Linked DNA regions of Sus scrofa: region 1 is linked to region 2. Evidence: chromatin contacts called from public HiChIP or PLAC-seq data. All regions are on one chromosome and are shown on one strand. The core of a region is the stretch at or near the end of the contact, and the rest is flanking DNA. Distances in the headings are between cores, read along the strand shown.

Region 1 (5,188 bases), core at 54-2,553, 150 kb after region 2:
AGTCCCAAGTAATTCCATAACAAAGGGAAAGGCACCCAGGCCAGCAAGGTGGGGAAGACGAAGCTTGTCACCAACTGAAAAATGCCCCATCGAACCAGCTCCCTGCCTGGTCACCCCACACCCCAGAGTGAAGCCACCCCTCACCCAAAGTTGTCCTTCTCACAATTAAGTCAGCAACTCCTCTGAAAAATCAAAAACACAAAAAGTTGTCCCCTCCAAAACTCAAAACTCAGGACACTCAAACCACTACTAAATACCGATAACCTAGCTCCCTGCTCAGGTTTCCATCCCAAAACCAGCTCTGCGATCGGCCTGTCTTGCCTGCCAACAGTTTCAACTCTGCGAATGCTGTTGATTGTATCTTGCAGCTGCTATGGATTCGTTTATTTTGCTTCAGTTTTCTTTGGTTAGTCGTGCTTTATTCTTCTCTCAACATAAATCCAGTCCCCCCCAAAAAGGTGAAGTTTTAGATTTCTCGAGCCTATGGTGCCTGTTCCTTCTTTTCCTTGCCGGACTCGAAACCCTTTTCTGTCTCCTTTTTTAAACTTTTCCTGAGACACCGGGAGAAGGATACTCAGAGCTTTCGTTTTCGGAAAAGACAAAAAAAAAAAAATGAAGGGAAAAAAAAAACACATAACTTACGTTCATCCAGGAGTGCCCAGTTTGGGAAAGAAGAAAACAGAGCTATAATCCACTGCGTTCCCCCAACCCAAAAGGGAGAATTTGTTGTGAAACGCTTCTTTTTCCACTTTGCCGGTGGAGGAGCCCGGTGGTAGGCATCCATCCACAGGCTGATGCAAGATGCCTTTGAGAGAAACCTCACATTCTGAGGATTCCTGGGAAAGCGCCAGGGATCCCAGCATCCAATATATTGCACATTTGGTTTCAATTAGGAAGGGGGTTGGGGAGGGAAGAAGGAAAGTCACCAATCAGAGCTGTTTTCTGTTTAGAGACTATTTCTTTTGACCCAAGGGACCACGGGCAAAGCTATAATTTACAGCAAAACCCATTCATAGAAGAAAAAATATGTAAAACCGTAGGACAGACTTAAAGACATAGCTCCCTTCCGCCTTATCCCCACCGCATCCATTCCCAACCCCTCTGCATCCATCTAAGACTCGCCACCACCCGCCCCTGCCCCGTGACCCCCACCTCATTTTTCTTACTTGAGCTGAAGCTATGAACACAACTTAAGGTTTGGATTCTCTTCCAATTGAAGCTTCCAGGACAGTTGGGTCACACACATGGAGTTGATCTTTGGTGTTTTATCCATGAAAGCCCACAGCTGAGCCCTCCCTCAAAAAGATTTGACTTAATCCCTTCCCCCACCCCCACTACCTCGCTCACCAAAAAAAAAAAAAAAAAAAAAACCCAAAACGGACAGTTTGAGAGTCTAGGATTCCTATTTTTTTCCACTCAATTCCCAGTTGATTGCTGCCTCTGAGGGTCTGTTGCTGTCCTGAATTCATGCTGCTAAATGAAAACACAAGCATTTACAAGGACTTTCTAAATTATTTTGAATTTTTTTTTCTTTTTACTCTTTTTTTTTTCCTATGCATGGCAATGAAGAGAGATCTTGTGAAAGGGGAGTGTAAGTGACAAGGAGGAACCTCTCCTCTGCTCTGTAAAAGAGTAACTAATGATCCCTTCTATCCTTCAAGGCTCTTGGCCTTAACCCTTTGGTGCCTGGATCATTCCTTCCCTAGCACAGGCTTGGTCTGCCCTGGAGGTCTTGATTCTCTGTGAGTACAGAGAATGCAGTGTATGCAGAGACTCAAAATCAGGAGACGTGTTGGAGGGAGGCAGATGGTGTAAGAGATGTCAAAAAGACCTAACTCATCTTTGAGAGATGGCCTACTCCTCAAGAGACGTGGTGCCTCTGGGTTCTGAGGTTCTCACTGTCTCTTCCCTGCTAGTATTTTGACAGGCAGTATGGGATTGCACAGCCCGGAAGATGAGCAAGAAGAGAGGTGAGTTGAACAGGAAAAAGAGAGTGGAAAGGGACCATGGAAGCACATTTCCATAGTAAATTTGGAGTGGGAGGTACTTCTCAAGAGGAACAGGAAGGCAGGGAGACCTCCAATTGGGGTGGCCATGAAGAGCCAAGCTGCCAGTGTTAAATCTCTAAAGGGCCCTAAAGCTCAGTCAGAAAGTGGCCTTCATACCTGACCTATGCTTCCCGGACAGAAGGGGACTCGAAAACCTGGTGAGCGTTCAGAGGGCAGCCGCAGAGATGATTGCAGGTAGAAAATAAGACCTAAGAGGAAATGCTAGAACTAGAGTTATTTTATAAGGAGAAGAAATGATGCAGAGATAAACCTATTAAGAAGACTTCAAGTAAAGGATAGAACCCAAAGTTAGCAGAGGGGGATTAACTCAGCTCAACTTAATACATTTATATTGATCATTTATTAAACACTTTACTGGGAGCTTGCCTGAGACAACAGACATCTGGATACTGAAACACTCCTAGAATCCTCCCAGATATCTAGGTCTGTAATTATTTACCTCTTTGGCATTACCATGAAGACTGCACTGGTAGCATGGCTTGTAATTTCACAGACTTGGTTTGAGAGGACAGGTCAAATGTGGAGAAGGGTAATAATTTCACAAAGCCAAAATCTGATAAAGGACAGAAAAAGTATGTGTCCTCAAACACCAGTATTTAAGGTGGTTCTACTCCATAGTCAGGGTTTTGTGTGTGTGTGTGTGTGTGTGTGTATAACTAGAACTAGTGATGCTGACTCCAAAACTCAGACACACTTTGGTCTCTGTGAGGAGGGAAGAATGGGTAGCCCTGTCAGGAGTCTATTGGTATGTAGACCAAGGAGACTTTGGGGACGTACTCGCTGAGTGAAGAAAGAACCAAGAGGCAATAGACAGCCCTAAGTGCAGCCAAGCTGTGCCAAAGGTAAGGAGAAGCTCTAAGAAAAATACCATGTCTATCACTCAGGTTATTCCTAAGCGAATCTAGGGTCTAACCTTGAACTCTAAGAAGGCTACCAAACATAGAGCAAGAAAAAGTTGAGAGAAGCATTTTACTAAAATATTTGAGAGAGATTGAAAGCATTAGGAGGAATCATCAGGTTCAGATTTGAGCCTCCATTTTGGAAGAGAGCTCTTGTTGGGGTGGAAGTGGGAAATGCCCCTTCAGACTTGACAACCACCATTGCTGCACCAAGCCACAGCTGAAAAGAAAGAATATGGCAAATGCCACTTCAAAGCTGAGAGGAGTAATTCGCAGAATACACAGAAAAAAAATTTTTTTCCTGGAGATTCTCAGAACTAGTCAACAGAGTTTTGAGTAAGGCTGGAATTCCTAAAATTGTGGGAACAGATGTGGAGAAATACCATTTTGTTACTCTTTTGTGAACAGCTTTTGCCCCCTGGACTGGCTTAGGAAACATGAGTCATAGCAATCAGAATTATTTATGTTCCATAGGCGGTAATACATCCTAGTTATGAGGGCTGTTTTACACTAAAAATGAGTTACTGACAAACAGGATAGGATTCTGTTACCTGGACTTTACTAAAAATAAGATAGATTTAGCTGAAATGGTCAAGATACAGTATTATTTAGGAGCAAGGAAATGTGTGAGGTGACTTTCCAAGCTCTGTTGAGGTCTACAAACCAAGGTTTAAGTGTTAGAATTGAAATAACCACAGTATTTCTTTTTTTTTTTTTTTTTTTTTTTGTCTTTTTGCCTTTTCTTGGGCTGCTCCCGAGGCGTATGGAGGTTCCCAGGCTAGAGGGTCCAATCAGAGCTGTAGCCACCAGCCTACACCAGAGCCACAGCAATGCGGGATCCGAGCCTCGTCTGCAATCTACGCCACAGCTCACGGCAACGCCTCCTTAACCCACTGAGCAAGGCCAGGGATCGAACCCGCAACCTCATGGTTCCTAGTCGGATTCATTAACCACTGCGCCACGACGGGAACTCCTAACCACAGTATTTCTATCTTCAAATACTATAAAGGGTTGGACAACTTTGTGGTGCTTTCAGAAGTAAAATAAAAGATGGAAGTAAAAGGATTGTAACTAGCTTAGTTTAAGAAACATACACACAAAAACAAACACAGATCTCCTAGAGTAATGAAAAACAAACGAGATCTAATCAAACTCATAAGCTTCTGCACAGCAAAGGAAACCATAAACAAAACAAGAAGATAACTTATGGACTGGGAGAAAATATTTGCAAATGAGTGACCAATAAGGGATTAATCTCAGAAACATACAAACAAACTTATGCAGCTTAATATCAGGAAAACAACCAATGAAAAAATTGGACAATAAAAAAAGGAATTCCCCGGTGGGGGGATGTGCCTCGGCTGTGGGATGGAAATCCTGTGAGATCAGATTGTTATGATCATTATACAACTACAGATGTGATAAATTCATTTGACTAAAGAAAAAAAAAAAAAAAAAGGAATTCCCACTGTGGAGCAACGGGATAGGCAATATATTAGAAGCGCTGGGATGCAGGTTCCATCTCAAGCCAGCACAGTGAGTTATAAAGATCTGTTGTCGCTCGCAGCTGCAGTGTAAGTCAAAACTGTAGCTTGGATCTGATCCCTAACCCAGGAACTCCATATGAGATGGGATGGGGAAAAAAATTAGAGAAATAGCTATTTAGATCTTTTGCCCAGGAAGACATACAGATAGCTATAAAGCATATGAAAAGATGCTCAACATCACTAATTATTAGAAAAATGCAAATCAAAACTAAAATGAGGTATCATCTCACACCAGTCAGAATGGCCATCATCAAAAAGTCAACAAACAATAAATGCTGGAGAGTGTGTGGAGAAAAGGGAACCCTTCTACACTGTTGGGGGAATGTAAATTGGTGCAACCTCTATGAAGAACAGCAAGGTGGTTCTTTAAAAAACTAAATATAGAGCTACCATATGATCCAGCAATCCCACTCCTGAGCATATATCCAGAGAAAACTCTAATTTAAAAAGATACATGCACCCCAATGTTCACTGCAGCATTATTTACAACAGCCAAGACATGGAAACAACCTAAAGGTTCATTGACAAAAGAATGGATAAAGCAGATTTGGTAGATATATACAGTGGTATACAATGGAATATTATTCATCCATAAAAAAGAATGAAATGATGCCACTTGCAGAAATTTGGGTGGACTTTGAGATTCTCATACTGAGTGAATTAAGTCAGACAA
Region 2 (4,783 bases), core at 1,993-4,492:
CCCACTGCTTCCCACCTTCAGATCCTTGATTAGTTTCATGGACACAGAGAAGAGATGGAAGACCTGGTATATTTACCTGACAGTGGGTACACTGCTAGAAGAAGAATTGGGGGGCTCGTGGCGGGAAAGAAACTGGTTGAGATCTCCATTTTCCATGTACTCAGTGATCATACAGAGTGGATCATCAGTGATGCACACAGCTAAGAGACGGATGATGTTTGGGTCCTTGAGCCGGGACATGATCTTTATCTCCTTAAGAAAATCATTCCTTTGGAGGACACAGATACGGATAAATTCAGAGGTGCATAGAGTTAGAATCAAGAGGGGGAAGAAGACATAGCAAAGTCTAGTCCTGCCCATTATACAAATTCTTATTTCCCTTTGGGTAACCTTTGAGAGGATAGAGAAATTAGTACCTGGAAACTCTCATTCTACTCATCCTGAAATATAATGCATCCTTATTCAACTGTAATTTGGGGGGACCATGACCCATAACATTCACATCTGCATCCCCAGTATCCAACAAAAGGCCTGCCACATGGAAAATGATTAATATTTGCAAAATCGAATATATGCAGCTAACTAGCCTTAAAAATAAAAACTTTGGAAATCATATTTTAAGTGCCCTGGGATATTTACCTTTTTTAAAAAGCCCTGGAGTTACTCTATAAACAAAGCAGAGTCTTTTTATAAAGTGAGTAACCACCTTCTGGTTTATCTGATAATTTTCAGTTTTCTCATATTGACTTCTCTTAATGCAGAGTGAACCAGCAGTCAGTCACAACACATATTTAATAGCCAGTTCAAAATGCTGCTTAAAATTCATGCTTAAAATGTGGGGTCATTTCAAAAGAAGTACTCATTTGGGAAAAACTAATAACTGTTTGAGGAGATGATGACAGTCACCCTTGAGTTACAATGTGGGCTATGACCTTCCCAGTTGCACTATTTGGATTAGTGAGACCACTAGCTTGCATTCTCAAAACAATTGGAGCATACCCATTATAAGTCTCCTGTGCATTTTCTAGGAATCCTGGACTGGAAGTCATACTATATCAATATAAAATCCTTGAAATCAATGTGGTCCTGATGTAGCACCTCTCCTTTTTCATGCCCTCTTCAACCTCAAGCCAGGGGGGGTCCATGGCTCGGGGGGCCCAGACTGTAAGCCGTTCATCATTGTTCAATTGGAATGGCAAGGGTACGACCCCAAACCTCATCAAAAAAAAAAAAAAAATGGGCAGAGGCTTTGTCACACCACATAGATCTGTCCTTTCTTCCTGCTGCCCTCTCTAATCATGTGCTAAGATTAACATTAGAAATATTCTCTCTCTCTAAGGGACCCAGAGGGTGTCAGTTTTCATTCATACCAGTATTCTTAAGATTGAAATGCTCACAGTTAAAATTCCAAAAACCTTCACAGTTCTGTTTCCTTGCCTTTCTTTCTTCTTCATTCCACATCCTGTCAATGGCAAGACTTTTAATGAAACCCTATCAAGCATTCTTGGCATTGATGATAATTTGAGGAATAGGAATCATAAACTTTCTCTCACTGTGAATATCAGTGAGACAAATCAAGCCAACGTAAATGGAGAAATGCATATGTTACGCAGATATGCAGATTTCTCTGAGACACATACCACCAGCATGCCTCTCTGGGTGAGGATTAACTCACCATTACTGTTATGGAAAGGCTGTCAGACAACGGAGTATGGCTGGAAACTGCAATTTATGTAGTAAAGGATCCAAGAGATTATTAGCCAGTTTGGAAAACTGCTAAAAGACTGTGGATCCTTTTGCTTTGAGGTCCATGGATACTTTTCCAAGAAGAGGCAGCTTCTCATTTGGGGAGTTGCTGAACATAGAAGAAAAGGAGCATAAAAGAGAAAAAAAGAGATGAGAAAGTAAATAGACATGCAGAAAAAAAGGAGAAAGGAAGGAGCTTAGCAGGAAAGATGTATGCAATTGTGAGAAGTTTGCAAGAAGAGGTGAGGACCTTTGGGGGTATGTCTGTGCATAATAACTGAAGAGGTAAGTATTAAGACTATTGTGTGTGTTGTGGATGCTGAGAAGTGCAGTGTTCTGCAAAGGGAGTTAGGAAGCAAATTCATATGCGTAGTGGCAGATCCAACACAAAATGTGCATTTGTGTCTGAGAGAGATGAGAACAAAGATGAGGACTACTAACCCATCAGAAAAGTAAAACACAGCAATGGAAATGTAAGGTAGCTCACAGACCTTCCCATCTCAAAAGAAAACAATTACTCAGAAGTTTCCAGAGTGTTCCTGATCCTGAAGACAAAATACATAAAGGAAAATTCAAAACACAGACCACAGACCTGGCATTCTTGTTGGCATCTGCTCGGAGCATTTTCACAGCCACCAGGACAGGCTGGTTGGCACTGACATCTAGGGCGAAATCTTTGTCTTTGAATTTTTCCATTCCCTCCACTTCGCAGAGATGAACCTAGACAAAAGTCATCTAGTCTCAGCATCATCATTTCTCCTGAAGATGTCTCAGTACTCTTGCTGGGCATTTCCTAGAGATAAACTACCTCTTACAACTCAGGCAAAATAATCAAAAGACCAATAAGAAGATAGAGGTAATACATCTTTGACTCAAATAACTGAAAAAACAATGGTAAGGTACCCAGCTAGTATATATTACTGCTTTATGAAAGAACCATACATTAATTGGAACACTAAATATGCAAATATATCTATAACAGTAGTTTATTACACCATAGCTCCCTAGAAAATGTCATTCAGTATAAATGCTTGACCTTTGATTCAAGGAAGTTTAGTTACTGGATTGTGCAAAACATAAGACAATTTCCTCTCTGAGGTAATCCCTTAGTATGTGATTAGTTAGCATGGTTAGTAATCCCTATGTATTAGTAACAGTATAACAAGCCTGTGTTTTCAACCCAGGAGAGAGAATGAATGCATATAACACCACAAACAGATGCTATGGACCTATCTACCTCCACCACCACCAAACCTACCCAAAGTTAAAAACTACACCACCCATGTTGGAATCAATAACATATTCTTAGGAAAACAAGTTACATTTGGAGTGTAGAGGGAAGCGTTAAAGAGCTTCCATTGCCACTTAAATCATCGCTTTGAATTCTCAGAAGGCTCATGTGACTGACGTAAAAGTGGAAAGTCAAATATTACACACATCACTCCGAGAGCAATTGAGAAGAGTGCTCCTCCTTATCTTAGTGAGTGATTCATTCCCTGGTGGTTGATTCTGGGACCCAAGGCAGGGGCGAGGTTGTTTTTGACCATTTTATATGTAACTCCCATTAAATGGGGGAAAAAAAAAGTGGCTATCAAATAGCAGGATGTTCTTGGACTGTTTATAAAAGATGATCACATCTTATGGGTCCCCACCCTCTGTAACCTATTATAAAAATTTTTTTTTAAAATATTGAATGTTTTTCAGGATATCTAAGTCAAGTGACTTTCCTGCTTTAAAAACTCGTATATAGAAATCGAGATTCCCATGAATTCCATAGCTATTTGACAAAGATGAGGTTGACCCAATACTAATCTTCTAGAGGCCAGTGCAAAGAGAGACAATTGGAAGGGACAGTCAATGTGGATCCACTCTGGAGGGGACACTTAACTCTATTGACCATATTTATTCAACTAATTCCTTTGAGCTAGCAAGGACTGGTGGCCCCACTCAAAGAATCAACTTACCTCCCCAAACTGGCCTTCTCCTAGCTTCTCCTTGAAAGTTAACAGTTTCCTGGGGAACTCTTCCACAGCCACATCTTTTCCTGAGAGCAGGTCCATGGTAACGGCAGGCACAGAGTAGGTATTACCTCCGGTCACCCCCTGGAGGTTCACAATGTCAGCCTCTGCGTAGTGGGGCACGCCCTCAGGCCCGCTGGGTTGGACTGGCTTCACAAGGCCACTGCAGCCTAGGAAGACAAGGGCAATGAGCCTCACTCCAAGGGGCATGTCTGGATATCTCTTCAAGAAAACAAATCTGAGAGGAGGGCTAAAACACGCCCCCAAGACAGCCAGCCTATGCCATGACATTCTTACTTGGAGAATGGTCCCTCCAGACTCTCTCACAGCCTCCAGAATGTAGGCCACCATTTATCTCTTATCCTTCTCCCCACACCCCATGATCATCAACGAGCTCCTTGGCTAATCTTGAGGAATTGTGGTGAAGCTACAGGAAGGCTTGCACTATATTAGTTAGGGTGGGAGTATTAAAGTTTTAGGATTTAATGGCCTAGTTCCTTAATTTTAAGATATTCTCACTGACTTAGTAATCTATTTTAGGGATTAAAAACTTTCTGATTATATGATGGAGCATGATAATGTGAGAAAAAGAATGTATATATGTATGTGTGACTGGGTCAACTTGCTGTACAGTAGAAAATTGACAGAACACTGTAAACCAGCTATGACGGAAAAAAATAAAAATCATTTAAAAAAACTTTCTGATTAAATTTATATGATTCAGCTTAAGATATATTGTGATATTAAGAAACATTAAAGTAAGAGGGAGGGTGTTTTTAGACTTCAGAAAATAGGTAAATTACTCTACTTCAGCCTAGGAAATAAATTACATCGCTTTTTCTTGCTGTCTCTGCAAAATTCCTCTAGTTCAATGTGATCCTTCACTGTTTGCTATCCACTGAGTGGTAAATATCACATTAGTTTGCTTTCTTCTTTTGTAAGGACTCCCTTGAAATACTAGTGGGCTCAGAGTTAGTCCTGCTGCTTCTCCAATCACCTCTCTCCTGAATACCCTCAGC

What was found. HiChIP or PLAC-seq counts read pairs in DNA pulled down with a chosen protein or histone mark.
Region 1: an H3K27ac HiChIP or PLAC-seq map of alveolar macrophages shows a contact between it and region 2. The contact joins the promoter of DDR2 here to the enhancer-like site in region 2. A contact is called at or near these places in 4 of 47 Hi-C or Micro-C datasets (embryonic fibroblasts, heart right ventricle, mesenteric adipose tissue and 1 more) and 2 of 2 datasets of contacts at active chromatin or transcription factors (alveolar macrophages and skeletal muscle).

What each region holds. Positions count from the first base shown.
Region 1 is chr4:87,910,515-87,915,702 of Sscrofa11.1, forward strand. DDR2 (discoidin domain-containing receptor 2) reads right to left here and starts at 1,304. Exons shown (of 18, transcript XM_021089500.1): 1 at 1,167-1,304.
Region 2 is chr4:87,763,104-87,767,886 of Sscrofa11.1, forward strand. DDR2 (discoidin domain-containing receptor 2) reads right to left here. Exons shown (of 18, transcript XM_021089500.1): 13 at 3,711-3,934; 14 at 2,339-2,466; 15 at 77-268. Among named protein-coding and RNA genes, the nearest start is that of HSD17B7, 23 kb to the left of the region's middle. Within about 2 kb of position 3,243, at least 5 of the 83 cell types and tissues checked have an H3K27ac peak or open chromatin away from gene starts, as enhancers often do. A contact at or near this core is called in alveolar macrophages, where this site is marked.